Linked DNA regions of Mus musculus: region 2 is linked to region 1. A link is a contact called in public HiChIP or PLAC-seq data. All regions are on one chromosome and are shown on one strand. Each heading gives the region's core, a stretch centred on a gene start, on an enhancer-like site or on the middle of the called end of the contact. The rest is flanking DNA. Distances are from core to core; before and after follow the strand shown.

Region 1 (5,718 bases), core at 2,070-4,569:
ATAGGAAGTGCCACAGCCTCCTTCAAGGTACATCCCCAATGACCTAATACTTCCTACTAGATTCTCCTTCGAGTATTCTGTTACCTTCTAATAATTCTACACTGAGAATTAAATCTTTAATACTTGAGTCTTAGGGGCAGGACTGATTCTAGATTGAAAACTATAGCACTTTGCTTCTCGCTCCCAAAGGCTTACATCCATGTCATATTCATATTGCAAGGTGTGTTTAGTCCATCTCCAAGAATACTCAGAGTCTTAAAACATCCCAACATTGCTCAATGGACCAAATCCAAAGTCTCATCTGAGACTCAAGGTAAGCTCTTAGCTGTGAGCGCCTGCAAAAATCAAAAGACAAAATGTGCACTTCAAGAAGCAATGGCACAGAGCAAACATTCCCATTCCAAAAGAGAGGAACAGGAAAATATGAAAGATAGATCGAACCAAACAAAATCAAGATGTAGCAGGCCAAATATTGAATCCTAAGTGTATTCACCTAAGTGTATTCAAATATTGACACCTGGCCCATGCTGAAGTAAGGGTTGGGCAGTTCGACTACAGCCTTGCTAGGTGTAGTTCACATGAGCCTCTTCTCCAGGCAGTTTCCCGTGCTTCCTTTAGATAGCTGCCCCTGTTGCTGACATCTCTTTCCTTCCGGGGTCTCTCATGATGCTTTGGCTTTACTTTCACATCTCCACATACCACCTTCTCAATGGGCTGCTTATTACAGTACCTTGAACCCTGCTGCACACTCACTGACCTTAAAGGGAGAATCACCAGCCTTTCATTGTTAAATATTATACTTGTTGTGGGCTCATTTTATGTGGTCTTGTATTGAGTTACATTTCTTGTTTGCTTGATTTGTTGAGTTGTGTTTTTTCTCTTGAAAGGACAATGAATCCTGTCCAGAGAGCTTTTTTTTTTTTTGCATTATTTTAGATTATTTTAGATCATCAAATAGTTCTGTGCTCATCAGCTTCTTTTCTTACTTTTCTCTCTTTTTAAAAAGAGTTATTTATTTATTGTATTACATTTGTACACTGCAGCTGTCTTCAGACACACCAGAAGAAGGCATCAGATCCCATTACAGATGGCTGTGAGCCACCATGTGGTTGCTGGGATTTGAACTCAGGACCTCTGGAAGAGCAGTCAGTGCTCTTAGCCACTGAGCCATCTCTCCAGCCCCATTTTCTTACTTTTCTCAATGCAGCCAGAAGAAAGCTAATCTCACTATAATCATTATTTTTTGGAAAGATATTTTAAGAGATCATTATATAGGCATCCAGATCTTGCCTTTTATTAATATTTGACTAAAGAGTATGTTGTATATCTCTATTGCATCACCATGGAATGGATGCTTTTTTGCCCTTTTTAGCACTGAAATTAGTAATTTCCAGGAAAAAACAAAACCCTGAACCAACTCAGAAATCAGCACCAAAATCGGTAGCAGTGTTTTGAAGCTGGCATTGCATGTCACAGGGGCAAAATTCTCTTCAGGGAAACCTCAATTTTTCCTTTAAGGCCTCATCATAAACACACGCGCACACACACGAAACACTTAAGTCCTGAAATCTACAGAACAATGCTTAAATAAATCTAATTGACGCAAATAAGTAAACAGAGAAGTGACATGTATCCGCGCATTGAAAGACCACGTGTCAATACTAGCTAGCTTTCTGGCCTCCGTGCCTTGTGACACGCAGTGGCAGCGCTTTAGGTCTGCTGAGCGCCACCCCCACCCCCCGTCCCCCACCCCCCATGGGCGTCGAGGTGAGGTTGTCAGGGCAACCAATGCGGAGCGCCACTGAGTGCTGCAGCCAAGCTGTAATGTTGCAGTGCTCTCAGCCTTCAAACAGTACCTCAGGTCCAGCCCTGCAGATCAACCAATGTCGCGTTCTCACTGAAAATCTAGCAACAATGATGTACGATTGTAGCTGGAGTGTTGTCCCCCTTCTAACAACAGTGTACTTTGAAATGTGGCAAGAAGCATTTGGCTGAAACATTTGAGGTCCACATCTGCTTGCGAAATTCTCAATAGGGGCTGGTGTCTGTGAAGTACCCGCTATGCTCCTGCAGATTAGTCACCATCAACAACCTAATTTTGCGTCAGGAAAATGAGGCGTTCTGTCTTTCCGAAGACGCTTCCTTGTGGCTTTCTGCGATTGTCAGTGTGAAGTTCTCCACTCCAATCTTATTATCAGTCTCGGAGGCTCTCATCCTTGTTTGCTTTAGTCTACCAAGCTGTGGCCTACAGGTGCCAGCTGTGGAATGCCCTGGCTTGCACTTCCTCTTTCTAGAAGCTTAAAAGGCACAATCCTCTGTGAGAGCCCAGCACCTTGAGGGTCTCCTGTCACGAAACCTTGACAACATGACAGTGAATGATGGTGGGGGAATTCTTAGAGTTATTTCAGCTGGCAAGTCTACAGTACTTCATGAATTCATGGAAAGAATTGCAGTTGGTTTCATCTGCATTAATTACTCAGGAAGGCTGTGCTTTGTTATGGGAACCTCCGTTTTTGATTTTAGAGACTTGCAGAAAATACAGGCAGATGATTTGGAGGAAAATGGGGCCCTCTCTTGGGGTTCTTAGTTTCCTTAACAAAAGCATTTAAGATGGACTCAAATGGAAGCTCGAGGACAGTTTTATTGGAGTTAAAAAAAAATCCATGTCAGGCAAGCCGTAACCGGTAGCAGCTGCCCAGAGGAGAAGGCAGGAGAGAAGGGAAAAGCCACGTGATTGAGGTTGTTATGGAGCTTAGTCAGACACACGTTGAGGAGAGGAGCTTTAGAGAAAGAGCGAGGAGGCCCAAAACGTCAGAAAAAAAAAGTACTGAGGATCTGGCCAGCATCTGAAGGAGACAGGAAAGAAAGAAAAAGCAGAAGTTGTATATCTGAAGGTCGCCAGACTCAGTGGAACGTCATGGTGGCCCATAGGGGTTGCTCTGAGGGAAGGAGCTGGGAATTCTGGGAAAGAGAAATACAGTAGTTCATTAACGAAAAAAATTCTTTAGCCTATTTCTTTAGCATGCCTTAAGGTAAGTCCAAGTTCCTAGGAATGGGCCTTAGCTGGGTGATTTACCTAGCACAACTGGGATTTTATGTCTCTACCCAGGCCAGAGAGTCTATTCTTTCAACCAGAGTAAGTTTTCTCTTAATGGGAGTTTACAGCTATTCTAACAGTCTGTCTGTAGGCAATATGCCTTAGTGAAGGAGAGAGGCCTTTGTCTTTGGGAATGTTGGCACTGAAATGCTCCTGCAAAATTACTGAGCCTCTGTAGAGGGACTGTGGAAACCACCAGCTTTGGTTTGTTGCTGGAAACAGATGAGGTCTGTCACATACACTTAGAAGTTGTAATCAATAGAATTCCTCAAAGAGTGGGCTCTATTTGTGGTGGGAAAATTGCATGTTGAATTGGGCAGTGAACTGAACTGGAAGGTGACAGGAACTGGAGTATTCCAGACTGGTTTACTTTGTCTTTGTAGGAGGGCCAGAGCAGATTTCCAGGGTCTTTGTTTGCTGGCGGGCAGACAACTCGGAGAGATTAAAGGGCAATCAAGATGAAGTCTGTAAGCACAGGCATTTGGATGGGAGTCTTTTGGTCCTAAAAGACACCAGGATAGTCCCATGGCTATGTGAAAAGACTCCAGGAGGCTTTGAGACCGTATCATTCCCTCAGTACTTGCCAGAGACCCTGAGCAATCGCTGAACTGAAAGAACTGTGTGGCAATTCTTATCAGTGTGGAGAAAGATAACAGTGATTCTAAGCAGAATTGTTTAAAGATCAGGAAAAGCTTGATAGCAATCTCTGTGTAAATCCAAAACAAACAAACTCCACCCCTCCCCAAGATTTGGCAGTGGAGTAAATGGACTTTCAAGAGAGTTCTCTGCTGACAATTTCAGCTGTAGCTTGTGTGGCTTTTCTTGATGTTTGCACAAATTCTCCTTCTTAAAAACAACTGATCTGTAGTAGAAACAGGTTTTCTTTGTATATTAAAAGATAGTTTAAAAATCGCAAATTGTTTCATAACAGGAAAACTGTTTCTACGTCCTGATCCATTGTTGGTAATTGGCAATTCATCAGTATCAGTTTTCTTAAAACTGGAAGTCCTTCAAAAATCCAGCCTAGTAACTCATTGAGGGTCATTACAAGAAGACTTACTTGCTTTTATTTGATGTGTTTGCTTTTTATGCTGCATGTGTGCCTGGTGCCCAAGGAGGCCAGAAGAAGGCATTGGTTAGCCTGGGACTAAAAGTACAGGCAGCTGGGGCTGCCATGTGGGTGCTGGGAGACAAAGGCCAGCATGCTGCAGGAGCAACAAGAGCTCCTAACCACTGAGCCATCCCTCCAGTCTGTTTCCTTTGATTCTTACCTGGCTTGCCAAATTGCTCTTCATCCTTACGTATGATAGTTACAGAACCAAAAAAAAATTTTCATACAACGCTGTATGGTCACTTACATGAATGTTTGCCACTTTGGCCAAAGTTTGGGGTTTCTGGAACTAATGTCAAACTTTGTAGCTATTTGGAATGATGTGGCACTCGGTCACGAAAAAGAACCAGCATAGCCCTCATTTTGGGACCATGGCTCCAAAGACATTAATTTAAGTAGGAGACTGATATCTATGACTTTTTCTCATCTTCTTTCTTTTATTTAGTAAAGCCTGACTGACTGTAAGGTTATAGTTTTAGCATTCCTATTAAACACTAATTGCCGTGAGAATTAACAGAAGTAAACACTTTATCAGGATTTTACTGCCTTGAGGAAGGATATTTCTACATCATTGACACTTGGAAAAAATTAATTCTGCTTTCCTCCTCTGTTTACATAATATAATAATTTAAATCACAGCTGATATTCTTCTGTAGAAGATATGCTCTTATACGTGTGTGTGTGTGTGTGTGTGTGTGTGTGTGTGTGTGTGTGTGTGTAAAATGATGGAGCTATAACTGGAGGGACAGCATGTGATTAAATTTTTAAGTACTCTAGAATTATATACTGCACCAGAGAAGAGAGAAAATAGTGTATATGTTACACATTGTAAAGGACTTGTCTAAGTTTAATGAAAAATTCTCAGAATTGTGTTAAGTTTTTGAAATACCAGTGTCAGAGAATTCCATTACTAACTAGCCCATAAAAATAAGCAGATATTAACTATATGCAGATTTTTATTTGACTGTCTAGCTTATACTTTCGATTTAATCTTTACATAATGAAACACAATGATGAGGTATAAGAACAAACACATAAAGGGAGCTGGAGAAAGTATTCTGGGGTTAAAAACATTTGTTGCTAAATTACAGGGACTGGTGTTTGTTGAACAAGCCTGCCATTCTGTAAACACCTGGGTTTTTTTGGTTTGTTTGGTTTTCTTAGTTTTTCAAGACAGGGTTTCTCTGTGTAGCCCTGGCTGTCCTGGAACTCACTTTGTAGACCAGGCTGGCCTTGAACTCAGAAATCCACCTGCCTCTGCCTCCCAAGTGCTGGGATTAAAGGCGTGCACCACTGCGCCCGGCTGCTTTTCCATTTTTTAAGTGAACTTACATACTAAAAATGAATTTGATCATGGCATTGTCATACATGTGTTGTTATACTTTGTTCAATAAAAACAGATTCCCCTCCCCATCTGCCTCCCACATTCCCTGCCTCTCCTTAGTCTCTGACCTCTTTCTTTGTCTTTACATCTGGTTTTGGGTTTTTGGGTTTTTTTGTTTTTGTTTTT
Region 2 (5,718 bases), core at 1,909-4,408, 150 kb before region 1:
TGAGTGAGAGTTTGCTTGGGAACAGACCTGGTGATAATTATGTAACAGGCAGAAACTGGCTGAAGGTGCTGTAGCAAGTGACACAAATAAACTTGTTCATTCTTGGAGGAGGGGAGCAGTGGGGTCAAAACTCTGAGAAAGAAAGGACAATCTATTTCCCAAGTGGCAAGATTATAAAATTCAACCTGTCACAGTGACAACCAAAAATGACCTGGTAAACAAATAGGAATTTAAGATTTGTACATAAGAAAAATAGAGCCTTCCTGCTCATAATGTAGATGTGCAGCTTGGCCTTCATGTGGATCCTGAACTACTGGAACACTGGAACGGGGGCTATCACAAAAGCTGTTGCCTGTCCATGGGATTTGTTCTCCTAGCTGAGTTGCCTGGTGGGCCTCAGTAGGAGAGGATGCACATATCCTCACAGAAACTTGATGTGTCAGGGTGGGAGGATACCCAGGGGCCCTCACCAGCTCAGAGAAGAATGGGAGGGAGAAGGAAGAAGGATCATGGGAGGGGGGGACCTGGAGTTGGGGGCAGTGAGCAGGATGTAAAGTGAATAAGCAAAAAAAAAAAAAAAAAATTGTCTCCTGGAGCCAGGCGTGGTGGCGCACGCCTTTAATCCCAGCACTTGGGAGGCAGAGGCAGGCAGATTTCTGAGTTCGAGGCCAGCCTGGTCTACAGAGTGAGTTCCAGGACAGCCAGGGCTAAACAGAGAAACCCTGTCTCGAAAAACAAAAAAATAAAACAAAACAAAATTGTCTCCTGGAAATCCAGAAGACCAGACAGAAGATAGTCAACCAAAGAAAAGACTTGAGTGATACTGTAATCTGACTGTATAACACAGAACAATACAAAGGCATAACAGTAGGAAAGCAAGCTTCTCATTGTAGGCTCGGTCTTCAGGGAAGACTGTATCCTAGGGCAAAAACCAAGTGTTTCCTCGGGATGTGCTAAACCTGGTGCTGGCCCAGTATCCTCTGCAATGATAGAATTCTACCTAGACTGCTCCATTTTTCAGCCAGCCTCTATTCAGCTAGACTCCAGAAAAACAAGTTCAGTGTTTGGTGTTTTGCTATTTGGTCACTAGGTGGCAGTATAAGCCCAGGTTTGTGCTACAGACTTAAAGCCATAAAAAGGAGCTTGGTTGGTCATATTTTTACAAATACAAATATTTGTAGTACCTTGGATGACTTTAGATGGATGCAGTCCTCTGCAGTGATCTATACTATAGTTTATATGTAACTCCAATTAAAGGCATTTCAAATCAGACTGGATTAGCATGGATACATTTTTGGGCTGTTAGCTCCGTTCTATTTTGTTTACATATGTTTCTTTTTTCACTCTTAGGGAAACTCATTCCAACAGTCCCACAGCTTCTTGTCAGAGGTCCTCGATAAATATTAAAAGGTTGAATTGAAACACAGCAAGTTGTAACACATCACACACATGTATACATATATACATGTATACAGCAACCATATGCTAGCTCATAGCACATGGTAGCCCGCAACCCTCTATAATGGCATCTGATTCTCTCTTTCATTGTCCATGAAGACAGAGAACACATATAGATTGAGTAAATAAACAAGTAAATAAATGATCTTTATACACATACCTCTAGGGAAAACAATATGAATATAGCTCTCATAAATTCTCAAAAACAAATTTAAAAATAAAAAAAGAACTTAACCACATAGAATTATACTAGAAATAAAAGCAAAAAGATATAGGGAAAATTCACAAATGCATCGAAATACAATTTGCCTAAACATCCAAAGAATGAAAGAAGGGAAATTATAAAATATGAAGATGGATAAAAGCATCTCAAAGTAGCAGCAGACCAGAAGTTGTAGCATGGAGTAATAGTTGTAATAGGAAATTTATACTTGTAAATACTGACATAAAAGAAACATTAAAAAGACAGTTAAAAAAAATGGGTGCTGTAAATCTGACCAAGAACCCACAACTTGGACACTCAAAGACCCTTGGGGTGATAGTGGTGGACCATCCATTATTATTTTGCTTATCAGACACATCGTCTAACTCCTCTCTAAATACAGACCTCCAACGGGAGAGGCTGGCTCAGTGGTTGAGAGCACTGGCTGCTTGCTCTTCCAGAGCACCTGAATGCAATTCCTAGCAACCACATGGTGGCTCAAAGCACATGGTGGCCCACAACCATCTACAATGGGATCTAATTTCCTCTTTCATTGTCCATGAAGACAGAGAACACATATACATTAAGTAAATAAAGAAACGAACAAATAAATGATCTTTTAAATGAATACTTCTAGACCCATGGATTAGGGTAGCTCTCAGACCTCCCCAGAGACACTTCTTTGTGTAGTGACCAGGGCTTTGATGTGGTCAAAATGGAGAGAATAGTATCTGTAGAGTGTGAAGGGTGCTCAGTTCTAAATGGAGCATCTATATCACACAGTTACATGCAAACCTCAGAGAAAATCACTTAAGACAGGGGCCATCTGGGCTGGGGGTTAAGCAGCAGTGACAGGACCGGTGCTCAGGAGCTCACAGCAGCTGTGATTCCAATACTAGGGGAGGTACTCGATCTACCGCTGAGGAGCCATTGGGAGTTAATGGTGTGGCCCTCTGATAGATCCATCAACCTGCAATGGATGACCCCATCTCCATGCATATATGGTTGGTTGGCACAAACGGGACCCAGTGTGTTATTAAAAAACAAAAACACCATTAAAAAAACCACCACACCAGGCCAAAGCCATCATTTTTAGCATCACAAAAAAAATTGAATAAAATGAACAATTTCTTCGACTCTATCAGGGAAATAACATTCCCCAAATTACAAAGTCTCTTAGAGAGAGCAGCGACTTGCTGATGAGTGAGAAAACAGCTCCTGTCCACAGACAGTGTGAACACAGGAAAACAAACTGACGCTTTCTTGGAAGGTTTGTTTGAATAAATTTAATAATAAGATAATCCAGGCTATATCCAGCGAGCAATACACTTTTGTGACTTTTCTTCATAGGAGCCCTAGAGCATGTTTTTTAGTGAAAATGATCTCCATAGGGATTGGAACAGAAAGAGAAAAGGAAGCATTCTGAAACACCCCCATAGCAGTCTGCTCTCCTAGCTTCAGCCTCAGACAAACGTGACTCATTAGAAATTCAAGTAACTGAGTCCCTTAATCCCCAGGCTGACATGCAACTCCTGAGCTCGAACATTGCCCCACCTTAGCTTTCATAAGACTCAAACCGACCTGAAGGGAGGGAAAAAAAAGCCCAATTCTAGCCCACCACGCTTCTGCTTAACCGACGGGAAGGAAAACTGTACAAGACCCAAGAAGAATCGCTGTGATGACCACAGTTGAGTGGCATAGATACAGCTAATGAACACCCTGCCACCATCAAGGCCTCCTGTAATATCAGAGAAATACAATAACGTGTCATACAACTCAGAACTAATTCAAGAAGTCTCTAGAGCAACCAAAGCAACAAATTAGGAAAAATAAAGACACTTGGAACATTCTCCAACCTGGGATCCCTCTGGCTGTATCAAACAGTGGACACATGGTATAGCCCTCATTTTCAACCACATCAAACACTGTATGTAAAGCTTACTAAAACAAAAAAATCTCAGCTAGAAAATACAGATCAGAACCAAATTCAGGCGTGGTAGACATCTGCAAGGATTAGATGGTACATCTAATTATGATTAACATGGTAAAAGTGCTAAAACAAAACAAAACGGTAGACTGGTTTTGACCCCCGGACAAGGGACAGAAGTGCTTATTTTACATATCAATGCAGACCTGGCTTCCAGGTTCTACTAGCAGCGTTCAGTCCCTGCCTGATATACCTTGTTCCCAACCTTGAACTTTCCAGTTCAGGGGCTTAGCTGCCCTTCCACAAGACGTTCTTTCCAATGTTATCTAGACATTTTGCGCCCCACCCTTCTCCTCTCTGCACGAGCGCACCCCTTCTTCCCTTTTCTCCTCTCCCCTCTCCCCATGGCAACTCCTCAATCCTTGAAGCCAGTGAACTCCCCGAGAGCAGTTCCCCAATAAGCCTACCTTTAATGCAATCGGACTTGAATAGTCTCGTTTCACGGGCAGAGAAGTCATTGATCGGAGACAACATGCATGAATAGGAGACCAACACCATCAACACAACCGATGCTCAAAATCAATAGCATTAAGAAGTGAGCATTCATAAAGATTTGGAAGCTAACACTTCAGAGCACACTCCAGAAGAACAAATGGGGTGTGAGGGGAAGGGATTTAGTTAGGGATTTTGCTTGTCATTGGCGGTGCATCTCTGCAATCCCCCAAATCTGGAAGGCTGAGGAGGATCAGAAGCTCAAAGGCTGCCTGGAATGCGTGGGGAGAATCTCCCTCTACCAATAAAGAGACAAACAATGCCAGACAAGCAGAATGTATCAGGAGACAACTGGAAATGGGATAAAGATACAAGATAATACCTAAAACCTAATGGAATGAATGAAGCTAAAGCCGCACAAAGGTGTGTGTATTGGGGGGTGGGGGGAGTTACAGATGCGCATTCCTAAGGAAGGAATCTCTGAGTCACCACCACCTGCAGGAAAACCTTGGCAGAAAACAGAAATGACAAAGGCTCGAGCGTAAATACAAAATTTTAAAATGCTGTTTTTCTTGAAAAAAAATTTTTTTTAAGAAGCTGATGAAACTAAGCTACACCAATAACAAACTCAAATCACGTTTGCAAAAGGAGACCTTACAATCAGTCAATGCTTAAAATCTCTCAAGAGCCGAAGCAGAAGGGATGCTATCTAACTCAATTCATGATGCCAGAGTGATCCTGATATCAAAGCCAGAAAGAGACACAAAAGAAAGTTAAAAATTTATAGCCCACATCCCTGATGATCATCATCATTACAATATCCATAACCCGAGTTTGATGGAATTAAAATATCCAGGTGGGATTTACTCATGGAATGCAAGAATGATTCAACATACAAAAATCAATGAACACGATATCACCACAATACAATGACGATCATCTTGATAGCATTAAAACAAAAACAAACAAACAAACAAACAAACAAACAAAAAAACCCACGGGGCTGGGGAGATGGCTCAGCGGTTAAGAGCACCAACTGCTCTTCTGAAGGTCGTGAGTTCAAATCCCAGCAACCACATGGTGGCTCACAACCATCCATAATGAGATCTGATGCCTTCTTCTGGTGCATCTGAAGACAGCTACAGTGTACTTACATATAACAAATAAATAAATTAAAAAAAAAACACTTGGAAAAACTCAGTGTACTCATGATTAAAAACTCTCGGTAAACCAGGAATAGGAGGAAATTGTCTGAGTACATAAGGGCCACATTGAAAAAGCCCACAGCTAACATGGTCAATGGTGAAAAATTGAGTGCTTTCCCTTTAATAAGATGAAGGAACCAAGAATGTTTGCTCTCTTAGATTCCAATCCTAATAGAATTGATGGTCCTGTGCAGAACAGTTGGGGAAGAAAAGGAATCCAGGGCTGGGACTGTACCACAGTCTGTAGAATGCTTTTCTCTAGAATGCATAAAGCCCTATGTGCAATCCCAATAGTGGTACAAGCCTATGACCCTGATACTCAGGACGTAGAAGCTAGAGGATCACAATTCAACGTTACCCTGGGCTAAAGACCCTGTTTTACTTTATTACTTTTTTTTTTTTTAATATCTGAATTGTAACTGACTGGAGTACTC

What was found. HiChIP or PLAC-seq counts read pairs in DNA pulled down with a chosen protein or histone mark.
Region 2: an H3K27ac HiChIP or PLAC-seq map of embryonic stem cells shows a contact between it and region 1, with 9 times the contacts expected there. The contact joins two enhancer-like sites. A contact is called at or near these places in 9 of 39 promoter capture datasets (the 3T3-L1 cell line, cranial neural crest, embryonic stem cells and 4 more), 2 of 15 datasets of contacts at CTCF or cohesin (CD8 T cells and stem cell-derived epiblast-like cells), 47 of 484 Hi-C or Micro-C datasets (CD8 T cells, ECoMG-derived neutrophils, the G1E-ER4 cell line and 11 more), 20 of 115 datasets of contacts at active chromatin or transcription factors (astrocytes, embryonic stem cells, epiblast stem cells and 2 more) and 3 of 9 other capture datasets (adipose tissue, liver and pancreatic islet).

What each region holds. Positions count from the first base shown.
Region 1 is chrX:103,285,187-103,290,904 of GRCm38.p6, reverse strand. It overlaps the pseudogene Gm19200. Among named protein-coding and RNA genes, the nearest start is that of 4930519F16Rik, 31 kb to the right of the region's middle. Within about 2 kb of position 3,319, at least 28 of the 459 cell types and tissues checked have an H3K27ac peak or open chromatin away from gene starts, as enhancers often do. A contact at or near this core is called in embryonic stem cells, where this site is marked.
Region 2 is chrX:103,436,386-103,442,103 of GRCm38.p6, reverse strand. It overlaps Tsix. Among named protein-coding and RNA genes, the nearest start is that of Tsx, 25 kb to the right of the region's middle. Within about 2 kb of position 3,158, at least 8 of the 459 cell types and tissues checked have an H3K27ac peak or open chromatin away from gene starts, as enhancers often do. A contact at or near this core is called in embryonic stem cells, where this site is marked.